2 separate regions of the Rattus norvegicus genome follow, and region 1 is linked to region 2. Evidence: chromatin contacts called from public Hi-C data. All regions are on one chromosome and are shown on one strand. Each heading gives the region's core, a stretch centred on a gene start, on an enhancer-like site or on the middle of the called end of the contact. The rest is flanking DNA. Distances are from core to core; before and after follow the strand shown.

What was found. Hi-C and Micro-C count contacts between places; a contact is called where the count stands out from the background.
Region 1: a Hi-C map of the A7r5 cell line shows a contact between it and region 2, with 5 times the contacts expected there. The contact joins two enhancer-like sites. A contact is called at or near these places in 4 of 12 Hi-C or Micro-C datasets (the A7r5 cell line, Schwann cells, frontal cortex and 1 more).

The regions. Positions count from the first base shown.
Region 1 is chr13:41,434,569-41,439,168 of GRCr8, reverse strand. The region is part of intron 11 of Mgat5 (alpha-1,6-mannosylglycoprotein 6-beta-N-acetylglucosaminyltransferase); the gene reads right to left. Among named protein-coding and RNA genes, the nearest start is that of Mgat5, 210 kb to the right of the region's middle. Within about 2 kb of position 1,913, at least 36 of the 93 cell types and tissues checked have an H3K27ac peak or open chromatin away from gene starts, as enhancers often do. A contact at or near this core is called in the A7r5 cell line, where this site is marked.
Region 2 is chr13:41,022,243-41,026,411 of GRCr8, reverse strand. No RefSeq gene overlaps it. Among named protein-coding and RNA genes, the nearest start is that of Nckap5, 190 kb to the right of the region's middle. Within about 2 kb of position 2,196, at least 2 of the 93 cell types and tissues checked have an H3K27ac peak or open chromatin away from gene starts, as enhancers often do. A contact at or near this core is called in the A7r5 cell line, where this site is marked.

The DNA.
Region 1 (4,600 bases), core at 664-3,163, 410 kb before region 2:
ATCTTGGCTTGGTAAGTACAGGCTAGGCTGTCTACACAACAGCCACACATTGCATTTTGGTGCGGGGTTGCATTATGGAGCCCTGGCTGTACTGGAACTCGATCTGTAGACCGGGCTGGCCTTGAACTCACGGATCTGCCTGCCTCTGCTTCCAGAGTGCTGGGATTAAAAGCATGAGCCACCACCACCTAGCAACAGGAACAGATCTCCTTAAGCAACTGCAACCAACAGCCAGGCATGATTGCCTTTGGGGTTACATTGGGCAGATGTGTGGACTGAAGACCAAGCAAATACCGAGAGTCTCTGGGGTATAAGCTTCTCTAAAAGCCAAATCCTTCAAAGCTGGGATGTGTATAGGGCAGAATATTCTAGAAGAAAAGGATTTTCCTTCTGGCCTACCCTACCTATAGGCTCTACATCTTTACCATATACCCGAGTGGGAAGCTATACCACAGCAGCCGAGAACAATTGTAGTTTGTGACTCTATGTTTTGAAATTTGTGTGTGTGTGTGTGTGTGTGTGTGTGTGTGTGTGTGTGTGTGTGTGTGTGTGCAGGTAAGAGGACACCTCTACTTTGTTTTGAGACAGGACTCCTCACTAGGGCCCACACCAGGTTCACTGACTAGGCAGATGTGTAGCAGTGAACCCAGTTAGCTTCCTCTCTCTGCCTCCCTAGTGCTGGGCTTCAAGTGTGTGTCATCATGCCTGGCTTCCTACTATGTGGGTTCTGGGAATTCAGGTTTGCCTGTGGCTCTCACTTTAACAACGGGAGCCGTTGCCTCAGCCCTGTATAATTTTCAAGTATGTTTCACTGGGAGGGGGCTATCTGATTGGAAGACAATTCTCTCTTGATTAAATAGTAACCTTCATCAACTCTGCCTCCCATCTTGTTCAGATAAATTTCAGCTCGCTGGGTGATGGCTCAGTGAAGGTCACACACAGCTGATAAGACAGGAAGCAACCCTTGTTTAGTCTGACTCAAACCGAACCTGCATAAATAACACAGAAGCAAACTCCCCCAGGAATTGAGGCCGTCCGTCCAGTGCAATCCACGTTCTGCAACTTCAGCCGTGACCGCCATTCACCTTTGGGTGCAAACTTCTCTTTTGCTTTGCTCTGGGTTTCTAAGAGCTAAGGAATGCTTTGCCATTTACAGTCAGTCCAGATCTCTCTCTCTCTCTCTCTCTCTCTCTCTCTCTCTCTCTCTCTCTCTCTCTGTATGTATGGTGGTGGAAGGGGGGTTGGGCATTCACACACAAGTGACATTATTTGTATGTGGGAGACAGGTCAGGTGTCTTCCTCAATCAATTTCCACCTTACTGGTTTTTTTCTAAACACTATTTATGTGTAGAGGTGTGTCCCTGCATGAGGCCAGAAGAGGGCATCAGACCCCCTAGAAATGGGGTTATAGGAAGTTGTGACTTGCCTGACATGGGTGCTAGAATTTGAAGAGCAGTGTTTGCTTTTAGTCACTGAGCTGCATCTTTAGCGTCCCTAAAGTTAACACTGAACTTGAGCTCGCTGGTTGGGCTAGCGGGTCTGCCCAGTGAGCTCCATTAATCTACCCGTCTCTACCTCCCATAGGCTGGGACGGTGAGTGACAGCTGCCACACCAGGCCTTTTTATGTGGGTGCTGAGGGTGTACTATAGTACTGAGAGCCACTCCCCTGCCTCCAGAGACCTTCTCAACCCATCGGAGGTGACCTGCTCAGAGTGAGACACCCTAGCTCTACTCTCATCCTTATGAGAGGAAGATGAAGAAGGGAGGCAGTGCTGCAAAGGCGCTCTGTGGGATGTGCAGGCTACGCAGATCCTACCCCTCACCAGCTCATCTCCAAGGCAGGGCCTAATGAGGGCCACAGGAGGAGGAGGTAACAGGGCCCTGACTGAGGAGCTGTGCTCAGTCAGCCAATCTGTTCTCCCATTTCTGTGTGTTTGAACAAGTGCCCAGAGGCAAGGACAATGGCTACATTAGTTGAAGGGGAAATTACTGAATAAATTCTATGGCCAACGAGAGACAAAGCAAGGGCTGGCTGCTCACCGTTTTCCTGCTAGTTTTCCTTTTTTCCTCCTTTTTGAGAAGCACAGAGGGGAGGGCACTAGAACTGGAAAGAACAGGGTGATGGGAAGACAGCCTGTGCATGTTAAGCACCCTTTCCTTTGTTGCTCTAGGGCTCTAGACTTTAAGATGATGGTTTTTAACTTGTATTTTCAGGAAACTGTTGGAGTGACTAACACTCCACTCTTGGCATATTTGTTCTGTGACTCAGTTTGTCTATGTCCCCATACAGGCACTTACAACACAATGACCATCTAAAGTGTTTTGTGGGTCTTGTTATGTGATGCGTTATCTAAAACATAATAAAAGCAAGATGATTAAAAATCCACAAAAGAAGAAAAAATACACACATGCAATTTTTTTATTTTTTGGTGCACGTGTCAAAGATTCTTTTAGCATTTAGCTTGGATGTAAGAGAGGGAGGGAAGAGTCTATTTTTTTTTTTTTTTCCTTTCTTGGAGGCAGGGTCTCCTCTAGCCCCCTCTATAGGCCACTCACTGTACAGCCAAGGATGACCTTGAACTTCTCCTCCTCCTGCTGCCATCTCTCCATCGCTAGAACTGAGACAACCACCACTACAGCTTATGTGTTCCTGGGGATGGACTCCAGAGACTCCCTACCTGCTAGGCAAACACAGTAACTAAGCCACACTCCCATCTATCCTTACTGCCATGGTGCAACTGTAGTTCGGTACTAAATCAAATTTGAGACTCCGTGAAAACACACACTACATCTAGAAGCCCCCAGAAATCTCATCCATATTTGAAAGTTTCAACTCCCAGTTTTACTGTGAGATAACTTGAGGAACAGCACCTTGCATGTTGGTGGCTGAGGGCATCACGCACCTACAGACGCAATGGTCAGAACATGTCTGACTCTTCTATGTCTCTGTAACGAAACTTGTCACCAGACCCTGGGTGTTTTTTTAAACATCCCCTGCCCCCCCGCCCCCCCCCCCCACACACAAGAAGGTGGTTCTTCCGGGTGCTAGGCTCCTTGTGGTTGACCAAAAGGAGCTGCCCAGCAGCTGTATGCATCCAGGCAAGACACCAACTCTCAACACGAGTGTTCTTCACTCTGCTTATACAGAATCCATAGCCATAGGCCTGGCTGATACCAAACCCGACCTTCTTGGCTGCTGGACAAGAGGCTCCGTGGTTAAGAGCCCTTGCTGCTCTTGCAGAGGGCCTAAGCTTGGCCCCCGTGTGTGGCGGCTCCAAGGGGAATTCCATGCCTCTGACCTCTGCTGGTACCTGCACCTCACCACCAAATCACACATGCACACACACGGTTTTTTCACACTGACTTTCCATCTGGCTCTAACCTCAATCCCTCAATCCAAGCTTCTTTTTCTTTGTCTTCTTTTTTTTTTTTTTTTTTTTTTTTTTTTTTTTTTTTTTTTTTTTTTTTTTTGCTTTGCCCTATGCTGAGAACACAAGGTATTGGCTGTGGCTGGAGGGCATGAGGGTGAATATTTGCATTTCAAAGGAAATCAGTAAAATTTCACTGTAAATGAGACTCGGGGACCACTGCACTCTCCGTTATCAGTCCATCCCGGAAGAGAAACAGATGGGGCTTCTACAAAAACCACCCTGATCTCCGAGTTCTCTTTACTTTCCACGGTCTATTCCCAGCAAGCGTGATGGCAAATGCCGCCAAGTAGGCGGCAGCTGGGACCACCCAGGAGAGCAGCCTCTGGGCAAGTCTGTGAGGAAATTCCTAGATTGGGTAAGTTGAGGTGGGAAGCGCCGCCCTATGGGCTGGGGTCCTGGACTGCACAGAAAGGAGAAAGAGAGCTGAGAACCAGCCCCTCCTGCCTTCTTGAAAAATAAATTAAAACTTCACGGCATGGAAATTAACTTTGCTTTCAATCGTATCAATCTCCAAGGTCTGTCTTCCTCCTGGTAAATCTTAGACACCTCTAAGAATTTTGAATTATACTCACACTACCTGTTCCCGAAGGCAGAACCCTAAGAACCAGCTTGGGCAGGTTCCTCAGCCTTCATAGCCAGGAGGTCTGAGGGGTGTGAACTTGCCAGGATTCATCAAGTACCTCTTCCCTCTCTACCTTCAGAGCTCAGGTCAGATGGAGTTTTGCCAATACACGGGTTTCTTCCTCCTAAATACAAATGCTTTAATTGCTTTTCCTGTTATAACTGATGCATGTCCTCAGTGTAAAACTTTTTCTTTTTTGTAATAGAGAAAGATATAAAGAAGTTACTTATGATATTACCTGCTTAAAAATATCCACCATCGGTTGGCTTTCTTTACCCTCTAGGCCTATGGGTAGTCTTTAGCTTCAGACTAAAGTGGATCCTATTTACTCTGACACACACACACACACACACACACACACACACACACACACCCCTTATTGTAGCTACACATGCACGTATGTGCAGATGTGTGTGTGTGTGTGTGTGTGTGTGTGTGTGTGTGTGTGTCTGTGTGTCTGTGTGTATACACATCAGAGAGTGATCCTGGCTGCCATTTCTCTAGCTGTACACTTAAAAGAAGTTCATATTTATGCACATGAGTGTT
Region 2 (4,169 bases), core at 947-3,446:
CCCCTGATGAGGGTGCTTGGGACATGGGTCCTCCGCAAAGACATGGTGTGCACCTAACCACTGAACCATCTCTCATTTGTCCCTGGTACAGTTCCCATCATTCCCAGAATGCCATTGGTTCTGGGAGAAGAAGGCAGTCTTGTGTCAAAGTTGATTGTCATAGCTTCCACCCCCCCCCCCCACTCCACTTCAATTCCATCAATGGCGTTGATTTTTATCAAGAGACAAAGTAGTGAGAGGCAGCCATTCAGGATAAAATGGTTGGGGTGCTCCCAGAGTTTGGAGCAATTAAATCTGCTGTAACACGCAGTGTGAATTGTATCGTGGCTTGTTAGAACACCTGTTAGACCTAGGTTAGACTTTGGAGCCAAGTGTTGACAAGAAGTTGATGATCTGGCCTGTGTAAACTTTTGGGGTTAATTAACAGAATGTATATTGTTGGGAAGTCTCCTGTATTAACATTAGGACCTGCCAGGCATGCCTTGCAACAGAAATGCCATGCTAGGAAGGGCATGGAACTGGCAGTATCTGCCACACATGTTTGACTCAGGTTAGACTCCCAGTTGGTGCCAAGAGTTCTAGTTTAGATCTGACCCTCCAGTGATCAATCTGGTTTATTCAGATCTACAGACAGCTCTTGATTACAAGGTGAACGAAGAAGTTATCAAGGTTGCATGCAAGGAAATCAGGTCTTTTAGGGGTATCTTGTGACAGAAGAGAAATGGACAGGGAGAATGGGGTTAGCTCTTGCCTACTGTATAATAGCTGAATACAGAAACTTGTGAGTCATATAGATCTGTGTTCAAGTCCTGACTGGACTGTACAATGTAGTACTGATACACTGAGTTTTTTTTCTCTTTTCTTTTTTTCAGAGCTGGGGACTGAACCCAGGGCCTTGCGCTTGCTAGGCAAGCGCTTTACCACTGAGCCAAATCCCCAACCCCCTACACTGAGTTTTTGTAGCCTCCTATACAAAAGGGGTCATTGAGCAACGAATTGTATCCTTCCCATTCATATTAACCTCTCTCTCTCTCTCTCTCTCTCTCTCTCTCTCTCTCTCTCACACACACACACACACACACACACACACACACTCACAGTGTGGGGTGGAGGTCGTGTAGCCCAGGCTAACTTTGAACTCTCTGTGTCACTACAACGACCTTGACCTCCTGTCTCCTGGCCAGTGCTGTAGTTACAGATGTATGCTAGCATGCCTGGTTAATGTAGTGCTGAGGACAAAACCCAGGTCTTTTCATGTGTTAGGCAAGCACTCTACTAACTGAGCCACATCCCCCAGCCCTGAAATCCTAACACCAAGTACCTGAGAATGAGATCATTTGGAGCGGAAGTCCTTCAAGGTAATAACAAAGTCAAATCAAGTCATTGTTATAACTTCTAATTTCATGCATTTGGTTTGCCTATGTTGTGGTTTGAATGTGAAACACCCCCCATAGATTCCCATGTTCAAATGCTTGTTCCCAGCTGAAGGCACTGGGTGGGAGGGCGGTAGAATCTTCAGGAGGCAGTGCTTTGCTGGGGGAAGCAGATCACTGACTATGTGCCTTTGGGTCTTTATAGCCTGGTCGCTTTCCCCTCTGCCTTCTACTTCCCAGTGCAAACACGGTGTGAGCAGCTGCCTTATATTCCTGCCACCATGCCTTCTCCACCAAGATGCACTGTGCCCTCAAACTGCCAGTCCAAATAAAACCTTTCTGCCTTAAACTGGTTTTGTCAGATAGAGTAACAAGTAGAGATACCCTTGTAAGAGTGAGAACACAGGTTCCAGGGAGGAGACTGCCATCTACAGGCTGGAGGAAGAGTCAGAGTGGAAATTGCTAGAAACTTAACTCCAGGATTCCCAGCATTCAAAACATTGAGAAAATAGTCTTCTCTTGTTTAGTCGGCTTGTCTGTGGCATTTTGTTATAGCAGTCCTTGCCAGTGAATGCAATGGGTAGAGAATTTTTATAAATCTCCTATGCTGTATGGATTTAGTAAGCATCTACGGTCAAAACAGATATCACAGAATCTAACATTCAGTAATGCAAATTCTCTTGTTCAAATTTATACACACGCGCGCGCGCGCGCGCGTGTGTTTGTGTGTATGGATATTCACCTAGAGAATGAAGATTTCAGGGGACCAATCAATCACTGGGCAAGTAGGCGGGACTTCCGGGTCAGAGGGCGAAAGAGAAGAGCCAGGAAAAGGTGACTAGCTTTGGGACCGGGAGAGCCTGGGGGAAGCAGCATGTAGCAAAACAGAGGCCCCCGGTTTAGATGGCAGATCCGCCAGGATTCCCCACCATAGGATTTAACTTAGAATGGCTTACAAATTAGGATGCTAGTTGCTGCACCCAGCGATTGAGTTACCTGTTGGTTCTAAATTAAGTTTGTGTGGCGTTTTCCTTCACATGGCAACCTAACTGAGTTCCAGAGAAAGGTACAGTGGCAGGGCACCCCAGCCAGCCATGGGAATTTGGATGCATGGGGCTGGCGTGGCAGCGACCCGCCATGAAAACTTACTTAGTGAGTCGGGCGGAGAGATTTCAGAGCTCCCTGGTCAAGAGTCTTCCGAGAGGAGAACAGGCCAGGCCCGCCGGTGCCCTGAGGCGATAGCATGGGTGCTTGGAGGCAGGCTGTGGCGGTGGCAAGACCACTGGGGCCAGAGAGTAGCATTTTTTTAGTATTTAACGGTGTGTGTGTGTGTGTGTGTGTGTGTGTGTGTGTGTGTGTGTGTGTGTGTGTGTGTGTGCACTAGAGAGTGCGAGCTGAGCACAGGCACAGGCATGCATTAATTTACTGCTCTCTGCTCTTGACTATGAGTGTGATGTAACTGGCTGCTTCAAGGTCCTGCTGCCTTGATGTCCCCGAAGGGTTGGGCTGTAATCAGGAATTGTGAAGTAAAATAAGCCCGTTTTCCATTAAACTAGTTTTTTTTTCCCCCAAGATATTTTATCATAGCGACAGATGTGAAACTACAACACTCCACTACAGAGACACATGTCCACTGAGAGTCACTATGATTTCATTGTCTTCCCCAGATCAATGGTATTTGATCCGGCTACACTTTATGTCCTGTACTAAAGAGCAGATGTAAATATCATTTGAAATACGGTGCATACGGGGCATCCTTTTTATAAGCTACAAATGGTTTCCTTAAGACTTTGATTTATTGCTAATCTCCTTTCCGGTTCAGTAATCACTGAACTTGACTGCGGTTTAATATGCATGTGTGGAACCATGGGAATTATCACTGGGAGGCCTGGGTCGGATTAAGCAGTTAATTCTGAGTGGAGAGCAAAGAGCAAAACCAGATCAGAATGCTATGACAGAAGGGCAGACTTAAGGAAGACTTTGGGGTAGCTGTACTGTGAGGGAGGCATTGAAGAGTACACAAGGAGAAACTGGGGAGCGGTGGTTCTCAGCCTGGGAGTTGAACAATCCTTTCACGGGGTCTCCTAGGACCATCAGAAATATCACATATTTGCATTGTGATTCATAACAGTAGCAAAATTACAGGTATGAAGTAGCAATGAAAATAATTTTATGGTTGGGGGTCGCCACAACATGAGGAACTGCATTAAAGGATCACAGCATCAGGGAGGTTGAGAGCCACTGTGCTGGAGTGTTATCTGGGGTTCAGAGAATGGATATTTTCTAAAGTGTTGTGTTGTTGAATGAATGTGCAGCATAAACAATGAAGAAATAATTTCTGAGTGTATGTCAGTTGCGTATATATACATTTATGTGCAGGTATGTATATCCATGTGCTGGCTACACGAGGACATTGGATGTCCTGTTTTATCATGCCCTACCTTGTTCCTTTGAGGCAACATTCCTTATTGAATCTGGGATAGGCTGATAGCCAGTGTGGTGGTTTGAATAGGTTTGGCCCCCATAGACTCCTGCGTTTGAATTCTTGGCCCACAGGGAGCGGCACGACCAGGAAGTATGGTCTTGTTGGAGTAGGTGTGGTCTTGTGGGAGGAAGTGTGTCATTGTGAGGGTGGGCTTTGAGGTTTCCTAGGCTCGAGCTCTGCCCAGTGTAAAATCAGAGCCTCCTCCTGGCTGCTTGCAGAAGACAGTCAGTCCCCTTCTGTTGCCAGCAGATCAAGAGGTAGAGTGCTCTCAGAACCTTCTCCAGTGCCATGTCTGCCCCCATGCTGCCATG